2 separate regions of the Canis lupus genome follow, and region 2 is linked to region 1. Evidence: chromatin contacts called from public Hi-C data. All regions are on one chromosome and are shown on one strand. Each heading gives the region's core, a stretch centred on a gene start, on an enhancer-like site or on the middle of the called end of the contact. The rest is flanking DNA. Distances are from core to core; before and after follow the strand shown.

Region 1 (2,933 bases), core at 113-2,612:
ACAGGACTCAGTGCTGAGAACAAACGGGCTTCTAAACCACCAGGAGCCGTGGGGGAATCTGAGGGGTGGGTTACTGGGTGAAAGCCGCCCATCCCAGCAGGCACGCGCTCTGCGATTTCAAGTGTGGGGCGTCCTGGAGAAGGCGGGGCTGTGGACACAGGAGACAGGTCCCCTCTGGGGGCAGCGGGGGAGGACTTGGGGAGCACTGCAGAGCTTTGGGGCCGTGAAACCATCGTTGTGTGACCCTGCGGTCCTGGGCACACGTCCTACTCCGTGCCCACGGCAGGCACAGCACCAGGAGTGAACCCCATGGATGGGGGGTGGGAGGGTGAGGCGGCTCTGGGTGATGCAGCATCAGTGCGGGTCCATCAGCTGGAACCCATGCACCCTCCTTCTGGTGGGGACGCTGACCTGAGGGCGGCTGCATGCAAACAGGAGCTCTCCAATCCTTCCCCTCAATTCTACTGGAGCCAGAAGCTGCTCCAAACAGTCAAGGCCACTATAAAAGCAAAGCAGTGAAGCCACCCCTGCGACCAGGTGCCGCACCCAGGAACACCGAACAGGGAGCCTGAGGAAGGAACAAGGTAGGGACACCAGAAACTCCAGAGAGCAGCAGGCAGGGGGCGCTGGGCTCCCAGGGAGGCGGCCCTCTCCCCAGTGCGAACCTGGGCCAGGCAAGTAGGCAGGACTGGACCCACAGGAGGAGCCAGACCTCACCGCAGGCACTGGGGCCAGTACATACCTCATATAGGTATATGGCTCCTCACCTGCCCGAAAGGGAGCCGACTGCGGGGCGACCCCCTGTGGCACTGCAGACCCCACCCGCGGCTTCCCCAAGCGCAGCTGAGCAGAAACAGCCACTCGAAGGTGCTGACCTCGGACACCAGCTGGGAGTCTCCGGCCGGGCGCGGGAGGCCGGGTCCGGCGTCCTCCCCCGCCCTCCCCCGCCCTCCCCCCGCAGCGGGGCCGCCCGCCGGGGCCCTCCCCCGCCCCCCCCCCCGCAGCGGGGCGGCCGCGCTCACCCGTACAGGAGCACGTCGTAGAGCGTGCGGCCCTGGGCGCTGAGGACGTGGGCGTAGCCGGCTCGCGCCAGGGGCGGGGCCGCGCCGGCCGCAGGGCCCGGGAGCGGCAGCTCATTGGTCAGCAGCCCCAGGAGGAAGGGCGCGGAGTCCGGCCCGCGCACGCGCAGCAGAGCGCGCTCGGCCAGCGGGAAGCAGGCCCAGGCCGCACCGCCCCCAGGGTCGTCGCCCTGACGGCCCGCGCTCTGAGCCAGGCGGCGCCCTGGAGCCGCGCGCAGCCGCCAGCACCAGGCCGGGCCGCCGCGCCCCGGAACCGCGCCCCGGAGCAGCGCCGCGGCCGCCATCTTGGGGAGGAGTGGGGCGGCGCGAAGGGGCGGCCCCGCTGCGGCGCGGGCGGGAGTGCACGGGGGGCGGGGCTCGCGGGGCAGGACGGAGCTTCCGGCGGGCGGGGCGTTTGCGCGGAGGGGGCGGGGCTCGCGAGGAGGGGCTGGGGGGCGGGGCCTCGCGCTGCGCGTCTGCCTCCCGCCCTGGGTCCGGGCGCCTGACCTGTCCCTGTGGTCCCGCCGGCTTCGCTGCGGCAAGGTGAGCTCCGCCTCCTCGCCGAGGCGCCGTCCAGCTCACTTGCGTGCCGCCGCCGCCAGCTGCCGGGACTCCCGCTGCCCTGTGTCGGGGAGCCTGACTCCCGAGGGCGTCCGGAGCAGGTGCCAGGGCTTCCTCTGTCGTGGGGAGGTGTCCGTGGCTTGGAGACCCTGGTCGCAGTTCCTGTGGGTATCGTGTGCAGGACGCCTTTCTCCCCCTGTGGGTTCTCAGCTCTCACAATCCCCTTTTCTGATGCTCTGGATGCTAGATGTGCTTGGGAGGGGGCCCCCGCTCTGGCCCCATCCACGTGGAGTCACACCCCACAGGCCACCTCACAGCAGACGCCAGCCACAGTCCAGGGGTCGCCCCCGCTGACCCCCCGGCTACAGGCCAGAGGCTCCCACGGCCCCTCCTCGGGTCCCTGAACTTGCTGGAGCGGCTCAGATCTCAGAGAAATGTTGGACGTTACCAGCTTATTATCCAAGGCTGTGACCCCGGGGCCAGCCCCGGGGCAGGTCACTCTCCCCACGTCTCCACGTGCTCACCAGCCCCAAGCTTCCCAAGCCTGTCCTCCCGGGTTTTCATGGGGCCTCATCACTGGGCATTGGTGACGGACCCCTCTCCCCTCCCAGAGATCAGGGGGCAGGACTGAAGCATCCAACAACCCTCTGCTCCCAGGGTTGGGTCCCCTGGCCACCTGCCCCCATCCTGAGGGGCCACCCAAGGTCACCTCCACACTCCCTCAGGGGCTCCTTACGAGCACCAGGACACCTCCATCGCTCTCCTCACTTGGGGAAACCCCAAGGGCCTTGGGCATTCTGTGCCAGGAGCCGTGACAAAGACACACGTGCTTCGTGGTATAAACCACATGATCAGAGGTGCATACCCCAAGGGGAGTTGCCAGGTCATATGGTAATTTTCTGACTTTCCAAGGAAAGTCCATACCATTTTCAGTGGTGTGTGCATCAATTGGGAGACACGCCCCATCCCAGGTGGCTAAACCAGACATCGGTGTCTTGAAATTCTGGAGCCTGGAGTCCAGGAACGGTCAGTTTCTGCTGAGGCCTCTCTCCGTGGCGTGCAGACAGGCCCCCTTGCCTTTACTGTGCCTTCTCTTGACCTGGTCTACCTGTCAGAGCCCCCTGTAGCAACCTGGCATGCAAATGAGGCCAGAGGCCAGGCTGTGCCAGCCCCTGCCCAGTGCTCCAGGGCCATGCTCACACTCTGTGGTACCCCACCCCCCTCACACTGCCTGCAAGCACAGCTCCACGTCCCTGTCTGCACTTGAGACATCTTCCCCAAATTCCAGACCCGCGGCCTGCTGGGCACCCCCTT
Region 2 (2,933 bases), core at 139-2,638, 42 kb after region 1:
CCTCTTGAAGAACTGGAAGGATGGAGTGCAGCTTCTCACAGCAGGTGAGCACACTCGCTATGGACCTGCACAGGCTCATCCCTCTGGCCACCTGACTGGAGACCACACCCAGCATTACTGAAACAAGCAGAGAAGCCCAAGGGTGCCTTCCTGGACTTCCGAGCCTGTCCAGTCTGGGGAGACACAGCTCAGCAGGTCTGAATGTCCTCCTTGTGGAGCACACAAAGCTAACAGTTCGACCACATGGGAAAAACCAGAACTGTGAGGGGCACACCACCAGTTTCTGCTTTTGGGGGCAATCAGACAGCACATGAATCAGCCATTCTCCAAACCCACTATCTCAAGTCCTTTGAAGTAGCAAATCTGGACACCTGTCTCTGAAGGCAGCCTCCTAGGAAGCAGAGCCTCCATAATGCCCCAGTGATGTGGATTATTTCCAGCAAGGCATTCCTGAAAACAGGGACAACTCTGCAGAAGCACATCTACGTCCAGCCCATTAACAAGACCAAATCCTTAGGGGAGGAGGACAGGACGCTCTAACAAAATGGCTAGATTGGTGATTAACACACACTCAACTCCCTCTAATTCTGGAGCCAGTTGGTGAGAGCATATGCATTTCCAGCTTGTGCAGTTAGGGTACTCCGTGCTTGCCGACACTCCAAGTGATATCGGCAGCCCCGCAGTGGGTCCCCCATATAATACACTGGGAGAGGTCTGTCTCAGCACAGCTACAACACAGCCTGGCGTCCACACTCCTTCGCACAGACACACAAAGCCAGAAATGCAGAACCAGCCATGCAAACAGCAGACAGAAAAACGTGCTGACCACTCACTTGCTAGTTCTGAAACAAGAACTACAGCCGACCCCTGGAACCCCAGCAGCAGGCCCAAGGCACAGCACTAACAGTGACTTCCGGGACCACCCCAAAGCTCTGCGTTCCCTCCTCCTGTCAACGACTTCTTGTGCAATTCTGCTTGACGTTTGAGGAAATGGGAGGGTGCCAGGAGCTCAGAGGGCAGTCGGAGCTAAGCACTCTACACTAACCAGCAAGCCTTGTTAACCCCTGGCTCAGCACCACCCGCACTATGCAACAAGTGAGCGCTAGGGCGCAGGGCCTTCCCATCTCTGCCCACCGCGGGCGGCCGGGAAGCAAGGCCCGTGTCGTGGCCCCACCACCGGCGCCTCCTGGGGCCGCAGGGGCTACCCTCGGACCCCAGGACCCCTCCCCAGGGCACCGGTACGGGAAGGCTGCCCCGTCCCACCCCCGTCCTCCGAGCCCACAGGAACTGGGCTCAAACCCTGGCCCTCGCGTGACCTTGGCAGCGTCCCGGACCCCGGGCTTCGGTTTCCTGGTCCTCGAGACCCCGAGGCGGGAGGCCTCGCAGGCGGAGCAGGAAGCAGAGCTTCCTGGGGAGCCCGTGGCCTGGGCCGGACTTCCGGGCGTCCACCCGGCGGCTCTACGGGGCGCGAGGCCGCGGCGGGGCGCTGGGGCAGCCGACCCTCGCCCGGGGCTCCGCCCCCGCCGCGCTCCCCTCTCACGGCCGGCTCTCGGCTCCTAGCCCCCGCCCCGCCCCGCCCCGACCCCCCCGCAGCCTCGACCCCAGGCCCGCTCTTGGCAGCCTTCCACCCAGCCCCGGCCTCGACCCGGCCTCAGCTGGACCCCCAGCCCAGCCCAGCCTCGACCCCCGGCCCAGTCCTCGACACCCGCACTGCCTCGTTCCTCATCCCAGCCCCGACCTCGGACTCGACTCGAGCCCGCCCCCGTCTCCATCCCCGGCCCAGCCCGCCGCGCCCGCCCCGCCTCGGCCCCCGGCCCCCGGCCCCCGGCCCCCGGCCCCCGGCCCCCCGCCCCCGGCCCCGGCCTCGGGCCTCGCCACCCCGGCCTCACCCCGGCCCCCGCCCCGCCCGGCCTCACATGGCCCTCACCGCCCCGCCGCCACGGCGGTGGGCAGGGCCTCGCGGGGCCGGGACCGCCCCCGCCACCCAGCCCCGGCCTCGACCCCGGCCCCGGCCCGCCGCCTCACCCTCGGCGGCCGCGGCGAGGCTACTGCTCCGAGCCAGGCGTTGGTTTCGCTCCCACAAGATGGCGGCTCTGACGGCGGCCACGTCAGTGCCTCCTGCCGCGGGGGACGCTGGGGAACGGGGCGGGCCTGCCTGCGGCTCCGCCCACTCCCCGCCGCAGCGCGCACGCGCAGACTCTGGGCAGGAGCGGGCGCGCGGGGACAGGGGCTGCGCCCCGCCCCGGGCCGCCCCGGTCCCGCCACCGCGCGGGCGTACTTGCTTTCCCTGGCCCGGGCGGAGTCAGCCCGCGCCCGCGCCCGCGCCCGCGCCCCGCTTTTTCCCGACCCCGGGTGTCTCAAACCCACCTACTGGTGTAGATGAAGGGACCGAGGTGGGCAAGGGCCCTGCGGCCGTGGCGCACGAAAGGGCGCCTGTGCCCTCCCTAACCTAGCAGGTCCCGGTGGACCAGCGGCCGGGTGTGGGAGTCGTGGCCGCAGTCGGTGCCCGGGCCCGGCGTGACCCCAGAGCCCACCCGAGGGAGCAGGCCGCAGACCGAATAAAGAAGCCGCGGCCAGTGGCGCAGCCAGGCTGGGGACGGCGCTGCCCCCGGGGTCGCCGCCAGCCGAGGTCCCAGAGCCCTGGAAGGAGGAGCTCCCTCCCCCGGGAAGCCTCCTTGCGCTGGTCTGAGCGGCGCCGCTCCCCAGGCTCCAGACTCAGGCCCTGGCTGCGATCCCACGGAGGACCTAACTCTTCCCTCCTGCCCTAAACGTGCCTCGAAGCCTCATGCAACGTGCCCTCAGGGGTCTGTACCTCCAGGAGTGGCACAGAATCCTGGTAGTGCTGGCTCCCTACCCCCAGAAACCAGTCCTGCCGGGTTATGCTGGTGGTCCTGTGTCTTCAGAAACGAAATTTAAAAAATCATAAAGAATCT

Evidence for each region. A called contact is a pair of places that touch in the nucleus more often than the background predicts.
Region 2: a contact with region 1 is called in a Hi-C map of blood, with 2.6 times the contacts expected there. The contact joins the enhancer-like site here to the promoter of IBA57 in region 1. A contact is called at or near these places in 2 of 9 Hi-C or Micro-C datasets (both in blood).

What each region holds. Positions count from the first base shown.
Region 1 is chr14:481,874-484,806 of UU_Cfam_GSD_1.0, forward strand. It overlaps IBA57 (putative transferase CAF17, mitochondrial), which reads right to left and starts at 1,363. Exons shown (of 3, transcript XM_038556429.1): 1 at 1,023-1,363. The coding sequence starts at 1,363.
Region 2 is chr14:524,268-527,200 of UU_Cfam_GSD_1.0, forward strand. No RefSeq gene overlaps it. Among named protein-coding and RNA genes, the nearest start is that of ARF1, 12 kb to the left of the region's middle. Within about 2 kb of position 1,389, at least 12 of the 20 cell types and tissues checked have an H3K27ac peak or open chromatin away from gene starts, as enhancers often do. A contact at or near this core is called in blood, where this site is marked.